Linked DNA regions of Pan troglodytes: region 1 is linked to region 2. Evidence: chromatin contacts called from public HiChIP or PLAC-seq data. All regions are on one chromosome and are shown on one strand. The core of a region is the stretch at or near the end of the contact, and the rest is flanking DNA. Distances in the headings are between cores, read along the strand shown. Region 1 holds the start of XYLT2 (xylosyltransferase 2). Region 2 holds the start of COL1A1 (collagen type I alpha 1 chain).

The links. HiChIP or PLAC-seq counts read pairs in DNA pulled down with a chosen protein or histone mark.
Region 1: an H3K4me3 HiChIP or PLAC-seq map of stem cell-derived excitatory neurons shows a contact between it and region 2, with 3 times the contacts expected there. The contact joins the promoter of XYLT2 here to the promoter of COL1A1 in region 2. A contact is called at or near these places in 1 of 7 Hi-C or Micro-C datasets (stem cell-derived neural progenitor cells) and 1 of 1 datasets of contacts at active chromatin or transcription factors (stem cell-derived excitatory neurons).

Annotation. Positions count from the first base shown.
Region 1 is chr19:63,487,309-63,491,982 of NHGRI_mPanTro3-v2.0_pri, reverse strand. XYLT2 (xylosyltransferase 2) reads right to left here and starts at 3,199. Exons shown (of 11, transcript NM_001009086.1): 1 at 3,065-3,199. The coding sequence starts at 3,199.
Region 2 is chr19:63,340,306-63,345,113 of NHGRI_mPanTro3-v2.0_pri, reverse strand. COL1A1 (collagen type I alpha 1 chain) reads left to right here and starts at 1,385. Exons shown (of 51, transcript XM_001169409.8): 1 at 1,385-1,636; 2 at 3,101-3,295; 3 at 3,444-3,478; 4 at 3,581-3,616; 5 at 3,707-3,808; 6 at 4,532-4,603. The coding sequence starts at 1,534.

The DNA.
Region 1 (4,674 bases), core at 1,950-4,449, 150 kb before region 2:
GGGGAATCCCTAGGAAAGGTAAATGCAGCCCCACTGAGCTGAGTGTGCATCAGCCTGGTGACATGTGACCTGGCCACAGAGCACAAGCAGAGAAAGACATTCCCAAGCTTAGGTGGGTAGAGATGGCAGAGAGCTGTAGGCTCTCCAAGTGGAAGCCAGTATCAGTGAGTTAGGAAGCTGGTCAGGAGGGTAGGGCATGAGGCACGGGGCCAGGTTGGCTGTGGTGGGGGCCAGGATGTGGGAGGAGATGGGCATGTTGGTCCCTGCACTGCAGTGGGAGCTGGCTGACCCTGAGAAGGATAATCCCGGAGGAGGCTGGGGGATGAGGAGGCAGCAGTGAGGGATCAGAGGCCCTCGTGGGCAGTCAGCCCCCACCTCCATCCCTTCCAGGCATGTCCAAGGAGCATCATCATCACATCCCCAGCCTTGTGCCCCTCACAGGCTGCCCCCAGCAGCCCCTGAGGTCAGGAGCCCTTCTGATGACTGAGGGTAGGGAATGGTCCTCTGACTTCTGGCCGGGATACATTCTGGCCTCAGAGGCTCCTTCCTCTCCTCCAAGGAGGCGATTAAAATCCTCTGCCACTTCCTGGCTCTGTAGCTCCACCTTAGAATCCTTCTCTGAGTCACAGAAAGGGTGAACACAGAAATGCTCCCCCCATACCCCACCTCCTTTGACTTCTCGGGCTGCATTTAAAACAAGTGGTGAGATGGTGTTTGTGGAAGCTTTGGAAACTATCAAGTGGCTCTCTGGAGGTTCGTGACCATCCCTGGGATCCACTCTCAGCCTCTCCATAGATGGGCAGAGTGCACGTCTTAAATGCACACTGAATCCTGTGCTGCTTAAACCCCTTCAGTGCTCTCCCACTGCACTTAGAATAAAACCCTTGCCCCTTGCTCTGGTCCTTTCAGCCGCACAGAATGGAACCTTCTTTCAGGGAAAGCACCACACCCTCCTGTCCATTCCTCAAGGGTGCCCAGCTAAGCCCATTCTCCTCAGGCCTTCTGCCTGAACTCTCCTGCCCACCTCTTCCTGTGAGAAGCCTTTCCTGACCCCCTGATCTAAGCCAACCCCTTTGTAATTCTATTAAATTCCTTTTCGCTGTCTGTTTCTCTCTGTAGATTACCTGTCCATGAGGGCAGAGACCTCATCTATTTTATTTTTGTATCCCCAGTATTAGCACAGTGTCTAGTACAAAGTAGGACTTCACACCTATTTGTGGAATGAATGAATGAATGAATGAATCGTATTCCCAATGCACAGTGCTGGGATAATAAGAGTTATTTATTTACTGACAGCTGAGCATGTGCCAGGAACTCCTGCAAGTGCTTCACAGGCATCATTTTCACTTAATCTTTATAATCACCTAACACGGGAGGTGCCATTATTATCCCCATCTTGAGGAGGGATACTGATAAGGATAAGGGAGGAGGCAAAGTGATTTGCTGGCGGTCTTCTCAGGGTCAGAGCTGGAAGAGAGTGAAGTGGGCGGTCCAGCTTCAGCACTCACCTTCCCATGCACCCCGTTCTGCTGCCTGGCAACCCCAGAGTCAGGTGAGGGAGCAGCTGAGGGGGTCCAAGCAGCAATGGGTGCCTGGACCGCACAAGCTTTTTCAAACATTCCAGTCCAGGATTCCCCTATTCATTCAGCCAGGAAGCTGGAGGAGGAGGTGGTGGGGGATGGGGGCGGTAGCCCAGAGTGGTCACATATTCCAGGGTCAGAGGGCTCCCTAACTGCTTTGGCAGCCCATTCCATCTTGGAATGTCCCATCTGCCCAAACAGTCTTCTTACACTGGGCCTGAAACACTCTCCTACTTGCTCGTCCTACTTGTAGGTCCACACCCCACGGATGTCACGGAGCCAGCCCCACCCCCGCCCCCACCTCCTTTTGGAGTTATGGTCTCATGTGACTCTGTTCCAGCCCCCATCACCATCCCACCCTCTGGGTTCTCCCAAAAAAAGGCAAGGGCAGCTCTTCTGTCTCCACACCAGGCCTTCCAGACTGGCGAGATGCGGTAAGGGGTCGCGGGTATCGGGGCTTGCCCGAGGACAGCAGCAGATAGAGTCTCTGACCCGGAGCCCTGGAGGCAGCAGAACAGGGGCGCTGGGGGCAGGGAGGTCCTGACCTCTGGGCCACAGCTTAGGGCTGTGGTGTGGCCTGTCCTCTCCATCTCCGCAGCACGAACCCAGACCCAATGGACCCTTCCTCACCACACCGCTGAGGTGTCTGAGCCTCCAGCTGAAACCACATCGGGGAAGAGGGAGAAAGACCCTCGAGGCAGGGACTTGGGGGCTGAGACGGCTGTTGGTTGCCCCTGCTCTGCGGCTGGGGCTCTGTTACAGTCCCCATTCCCTTAAAGCCAGAGGGCCCCTCCCAAATTCCCTAAGGTCCTGAGGCCAACTCACCAGCTCAGGTCCTCCTCTCCCTGCCCTCCGGAGACCCATCCAGGTTCTTCAAACCCCCGGCTGAGGAAGCCACACCTCGGGAAGACTCCAGTTCTCTCCTTCGGCGTCACTCCCTGTTCCTTCAGTTCCCGGGTACACACTTTGTCCCAGGCCTGAATTCCACCCCCGAGCTCCCCTTCCTCACCGGCCGCTGCCCCTCGGGCTCAGCTGGGGAAGGACGCCCTGAGTCCCTTGGCCCTACTCCTCCGCCCACGGCGCGCATATCCCCGCCCCCTCCCAACTTCAGAAAGTTTGGCCTGGGGCTCCCCACCTCCGAGCAGGTTCGGGCCCAGCCCCGCCTCCTAGCCCCGCTCGCCGCGCCTGACCTTCATCGCTCCCTTGGCCGGAGACCACCCCAGCATGACCTGCTCCTCCCGCCCGACTCCCAATCCACCAGGGCCCGGGTCTCCAGGTCACGCACTGCCCCCGCGCGCAGCTCCCTAGGCCTGCTGGGGAAGGGAGTGCCAGGGGCCGGATGCTCCGCTCTGGGCGACCGCCGGCGCCCTGCACGCACGCACGCGGCCCGTGCCCCACTTCCCCGGCTGGGGCCGCCCGCAGCCCCGCCAGGACCCCGCGCGCCCCCGCGCCCGGCCTGCCCGCCCGCCCGGCCGTCGGAGCACCTCGCCCGCCTCGTCCTCCTCCAGGCCGCTGAAGCTCCACACTACCAGGCCCTGCAGCAGCAGGATGGCCAGCGCCGTGGCAATCGCCAGCTTGTAGCGCCGCACCAGCTTCTGCACTCGCGCGCTCGCCACCATCTTCCTGCCCGGGACGCGGGGCGCGCGCCCAGCCCTGCAACCCGGCCGCGAGCGCGCGCACGGGCGCGGGGCTGAGCCGCCCCCCCCGCCTCCACGCCTAGGGAGGCGGGCGGGGCGCGCGCCGGGGCGGGGCCGGGGGCGGGGCCTGCGGGGCCAAAGCACGGCGCACCGCAGGCTAGGGGTGGAGCCGGGGCTCGCAACACCTTCAGTCCCGGCAGTCGCGGGCGTGGGCTTGAGCGCGTGCCTTCTGCGCTCGTGTCTCCGCCGGTGCCCCTGGCTCCCACGTGTGCTCCCCTCCACCTGGACGGCGAGCGCCTGGTGCTGGGGAGTGGAGGGTCTGCGGCACAACCTCTGTTGCCTGGTGTCGGGGGTCGTGGGCGAGTTCAGTCCCACGCGGGTAAGCTCTCGGTCCCGGGGGCCCAGGGAACGCCAGGGCTCCCAGAGACGCCGCCTTGGGAGAGGGCGTGTGAGAGCCACAGGCCTCTGCTTAAAAACCTGGAGGCCGCACCTGCGGGGCAAAGTCTAACCCCTTGACTGGCATCAGAGAGCCTTCACGAATCCTCCTTTCCGCTCTGCGCTCATCCTAAGCATCCTCAGGCCGCTCCCAGAGTCGTGGTTCTCAAACTACTCTAGCGTGTGTTGGAGTCTCTTGGAGGTCTTGATAAAACAGATTTTTAGTGCCCCTCCTCCCTCCCCCAGAGTGTCTGCTTTGGTAGGTCGGTAGTGAGGCCTAAGCATTAGAATTTTCAGCAGGTTCCCAGGTGATGCTGATGCCTTTGCTCTGGGACCAAACTTGGAGAACCAGTAGACCTCGACACATGCTGCTCCCTCTGCCAAGTCCCCACCCCCTACACCATCAGTGGCATCCTCCCTGTGCGTCCCCAGCACTGTGCAGTGAGCACCAATCATACATCCGGTCGTGACTGCTCTGGGATCTCGCCCTGCCTTGGACACCCAGCAATGCTCAAGAAATGTTGCGGAAAGCAAGCAGGGGAGGCCCAGATTCCCGTCTAACCAGCTGTCCCTAACATTTGTTGGAGAACCCGGCGTGTTCAATGAGCACCGCACTGGACAAGGTCGAAGCACCTGTGGCCTTCCCTAAGCCTGGCAGGCCCGTGGAGAGAGGGAAGGCGAGAAGAGCAAAACAGTGGCCACCAAAGCAAGGTGAATCCCCAGCGGGGGAAGCCAGGCACTGGGAGGAGGAAGTCATAAAAATAGCAAACACAAGTTAGAAGGTTTAAAGGGAAGACGTTAGGAACCACTACAGAGAGGTCTGGAAAGAGAAGTGGCTTACAAAAAAAAAAGTTTGAAAAGTTAGAAGGCCATGATGGAGGGATTTGGAAGTTGCCACAAGGTTGGGTTGATGAGAGAATTCTAAACTGATGTGTACAGGATACACAAGCATTTGATGGTACATAAATAACCTCCTTTAATCGTCTTCTGCGCTTTAGCATTTGTAGTCATTCTGTTCCTCC
Region 2 (4,808 bases), core at 136-2,635:
CCTTGTTGGGGGATTGGGACATGGAGGAAGAAAGGACGTGGAGTTCTAGAGGCATCTTCCTTAGATATAGCCTGCTGTCCTTCGGGTCCCCAGACCCTTTCAGAGTGTACAGATGATTCTCTCTGGTTCCTAAGGCAGAGAGCAATGACCGGGATTTTCAGGAAAGAGATGAGGCAGTGGGAAGTAGCCCCTAAAATAAAGTCAATCATCCTCTGCAGCCCATCCCACACCCCCAAAGGAAAGTTTCACCCAGACACCCAAAATATCCCATACATCCCCAACACTGAGTCCAGGTACAACTGGAGAAGGGGCTTTATGCAGCTCCCAGAAAGACACCCCTTTAGCTAAGTGCCCTCCCTCCACCCAGGTTCTCTCTGGTTTGACTGTGCTGGGAAGGAGGGTCTCTAAGCAGCCCCTGGCCACAGCCATGGCAAACAAAACTCTTCTCTAAGTCACCAATGATCACAGGCCTCCCACTAAAAATACTTCCCAACTCTGGGGTGGAAGAGTTTGGGGGATGAATTTTTAGGGGATTGCAAGCCCCAATCCCCACCTCTGTGTCCCTAGAATCCCCCACCCCTACCTTGGCTGCTCCATCACCCAACCACCAAAGCTTTCTTCTGCAGAGGCCACCTAGTCATGTTTCTCACCCTGCACCTCAGCCTCCCCACTCCATCTCTCAATCATGCCTAGGGTTTGGAGGAAGGCATTTGATTCTGTCCTGGAGCACAGCAGAAGAATTGACATCCTCAAAATTAAAACTCCCTTGCCTGCACCCCTCCCTCAGATATCTGATTCTTAATGTCTAGAAAGGAATCTGTAAATTGTTCCCCAAATATTCCTAAGCTCCATCCCCTAGCCACACCAGAAGACACCCCCAAACAGGCACATCTTTTTAATTCCCGGCTTCCCCTGTTTTGGAGAGGTCCTCAGGATGCCTCTTTATGCCCCTCCCTTAGCTCTTGCCAGGATACCAGAGGGTGACTGGGGCACAGCCAGGAGGACCCCCTCCCCAACACCCCCAACCCTTCCACCTTTGGAAGTCTCCCCACCCAGCTCCCCAGTTCCCCAGTTCCACTTCTTCTAGATTGGAGGTCCCAGGAAGAGAGCAGAGGGGCACCCCTACCCACTGGTTAGCCCACGCCATTCTGAGGACCCAGCTGCACCCCTACCACAGCACCTCTGGCCCAGGCTGGGCTGGGGGGCTGGGGAGGCAGAGCTGCGAAGGGGGGAGATGTGGGGTGGACTCCCTTCCCTCGTCCTCCCCCTCTCCATTCCAACTCCCAAATTGGGGGCCGGGCCAGGCAGCTCTGATTGGCTGGGGCACGGGCGGCCGGCTCCCCCTCTCCGAGGGGCAGGGTTCCTCCCTGCTCTCCATCAGGACAGTATAAAAGGGGCCCGGGCCAGTCGTCGGAGCAGACGGGAGTTTCTCCTCGGGGTCGGAGCAGGAGGCACGCGGAGTGTGAGGCCACGCATGAGCGGACGCTAACCCCCTCCCCAGCCGCAAAGAGTCTACATGTCTAGGGTCTAGACATGTTCAGCTTTGTGGACCTCCGGCTCCTGCTCCTCTTAGCGGCCACCGCCCTCCTGACGCACGGCCAAGAGGAAGGCCAAGTCGAGGGCCAAGACGAAGACAGTAAGTCTCAAACTTTTGGGAGTGCAAGGATACTCTATATCGCGACTTGCGCTTGGTCCCGTGGGCCGCGGCTTAAAACGAGACGTGGATGATCCGGAGACTCGGGAATGGAAGGGAGATGATGAGGGCTCTTCCTCGGCGCCCTGAGACAGGAGGGAGCTCACCCTGGGGCGAGGTTGGAGTTGAACGCGCCCCGGGAGCGGGAGGTGAGGGTGGAGCGCGGCGTGAGTTGGTGCAAGAGAGAATCCCGAGCGCGCAACCGGGAAAGTGGGGATCTGGGTGCAGAGTGAGGAAAGCACGTCGAAGATGGGATGGGGGCGCCGAGCGGGGCATTTGAAGCCCAAGATGTAGAAGCAATCAGGAAGGCCGTGGGATGATTCATAAGGAAAGATTGCCCTCTCTGCGGGCTAGACTGTTGCTGGGGCCGTGGGGGTGCTGGGCCGCCGGGGAGGGGGTGCGGAGCGTGGGCGGGTGGAGGATGAGAAACTTTGGCGCGGACTCGGCGGGGCGGGGGTCCTTGCGCCCCCTGCTGACCGATGCTGAGCACTGCGTCTCCCGGTCCAACGCTTACTGGGGCAGGAGCCGGAGCGGGAAGACCCGGGTTATTGCTGGGTGCGGACCCCCACCTCTAGATCTGGAAAGTAAAGCCGGGGATGGGGCAGCCCAAGCCTCTTAAAGAGGTAGTCGGGCCGGTGAGGTCGGCCCCGCCCCGGCCCCATTGCTTAGCGTTGCCCGACACCTAGTGGCCGTCTGGGGAGCCGCTAGCGCGGTGGGAGTGGTTAGCTAACTTCTGGACTATTTGCGGACTTTTTGATTCTTTGGCTAAAAGTGACCTGGAGGCATTGGCTGGCTTTGGGGGACTGGGGATGGCCCCGAGAGCGGGCTTTTAAGATGTCTAGGTGCTGGAGGTTAGGGTGTCTCCTAATTTTGAGGTACATTTCAAGTCTTGGGGGGGCCTCCCTTCCAATCAGCCGCTCCCATTCTCCTAGCCCCGCCCCCGCCACCCCACCTGCCCAGGGAATGGGGGCGGGATGAGGGCTGGACCTCCCTTCTCTCCTCCCTCGCCCTCCTGCTGTCTCTTCCACGCAAGCCACTCCCCACGAGCCTGCCCTCCCGATGGGGCCCCTCCTATTCTCCCCCCGCCCTCCCCCTCTCACCCTGTGGTTTTTATTTCACTTGGCTTCAGCGCCAATGGGCTGAGGTTGGAGTTGGAAGCCACCGCGGACTAAAGCTTTGTTTAAATTCCTGAGAACTGGAAAGAGTTACAGCCTCCCTGGCCAGGCGCCTCGGCGCTGTCACCCGCGCTGATGAGGAGCAGGCGAGCTTTTAAGGATTTGAGGAAAGAGGAACGGGGGGAGGGGCGGGAAGTGAAAAATCCAAGTGTGCCTCTTAGACCCGGGGGAAAGGTGGTTAAGCTGGGGGTTGCAGTCACTACTGACAACGCCCCTCTTCCGCCTGTCCCAGTCCCACCAATCACCTGCGTACAGAACGGCCTCAGGTACCATGACCGAGACGTGTGGAAACCCGAGCCCTGCCGGATCTGCGTCTGCGACAACGGCAAGGTGTTGTGCGATGACGTGATCTGTGACGAGACCAAGAACTGCCCCGGCGCCGAAGTCCCCGAGGGCGAGTGCTGTCCCGTCTGCCCCGACGGCTCAGGTGCGGCTGCGCTCGGGGCCTGGGGCCTGGGGCCTGGGGCTGGGGCTGGGGGTGGCCGGCGCTCGCTGGCCCTCCGTGCTGGAGGCCTCTGCCGACGGGAGCAGCATTAGCAAACCTTGGCTCTAACGCGCGTCTCTTCGTCCGCTAGAGTCACCCACCGACCAAGAAACCACCGGCGTCGAGGTAATCTCCTGCCCTCGAATTTTGCCCCTGCGCGGCCCGTGACTCCTCACAGTCCTCCCTTCTCTAACCTGGCCTCTTGTTTCTTCTCCCCCAATCCCACAGGGACCCAAGGGAGACACTGGCCCCCGAGGCCCAAGGGTAAGCGTTGCACTCTGGGCTGTGGGGGGCTGCAGGTGGGCATGGCTCTCGGCCCCACGCTCACCCTGGCCCCGCCCTCTCCCCCTGCAGGGACCCGCAGGCCCCCCTGGCCGAGATGGCATCCCTGGACAGCCTGGACTTCCCGGACCCCCCGGACCCCCCGGACCCCCCGGACCCCCTGGCCTCGGAGGAGTAAGTGGAGAGGCCTTGTGTGTCCACTCTCCCCTGTTTTGTTTTTGTTTTTTGGCAGATGACATAATTTTATACTTTGAAATAATTTCAAACTTACAGAAAAGTTGCAAGAATCCTACAGGAAACTCTCACATACCCTTCACAGTTTGTGACATGTGCTTTATTAGTCTCTGTTTATGTATATGTATCTTTTTTTTTCTGAACTGTTTGAGCAAGTTGCTAACATCAGGCTCTTTTGCGCCTAAATACTTAGGTGTGTTTTTCCTAAAAACAAGAGCATTCTCTTAACTGACCTACACAATGATTAAATTCACTCTCTAATGTGCAGCCCGTATTCAAAGTTCACCGATGTCCCGATAATGTCCTTTATAGATTCCACCCCCCCACCACCCCAATCTGGGATCCAGTCCAGGATTATGTATTGCGTTTAATCATCATGTCTCTAGTTTCCACAAATGTAGAACGTTCCTCAGACTTTCTTTGTCTTTAGTGGCACTGGGAGTTTTGATGAGTCCAGTTGTTTTGCAGACTGTCCCTCAATTTGGGATTGTCTGATTAGATTAGATGCAGGGATGCATTTTTGGCAGGAATGTCTTAAAAGCAATGTTATTCTTCTCAGCACATCACACCAGGAAGTGCATGATGTCAGTTTCTTCCATCCTCAGTGCCGTCTTCTGCCTTTCAATTCACTGTCCTCACTCTGACTTCTCTTGTTTGTTCTAGAACTTTGCTCCCCAGCTGTCTTATGGCTATGATGAGAAATCAACCGGAGGAATTTCCGTGCCTGGCCCCATGGTGAGCCAGCAGGGGGAGCATGGATGACAGAAGAGAGAATGGGTATCCAGAGGAGGCGGGCATAGGCGGCTGGTATAGACAGCTTGGGAGGTCAAGATCACCTTTGGGACCTCAGAGTCCAGAAAGGATGCAGGACGACTGGGTGGTCCCAACAGGCATGAATGACTACATCCACATGCTTTCCTACAGAGGGATCACCATGACC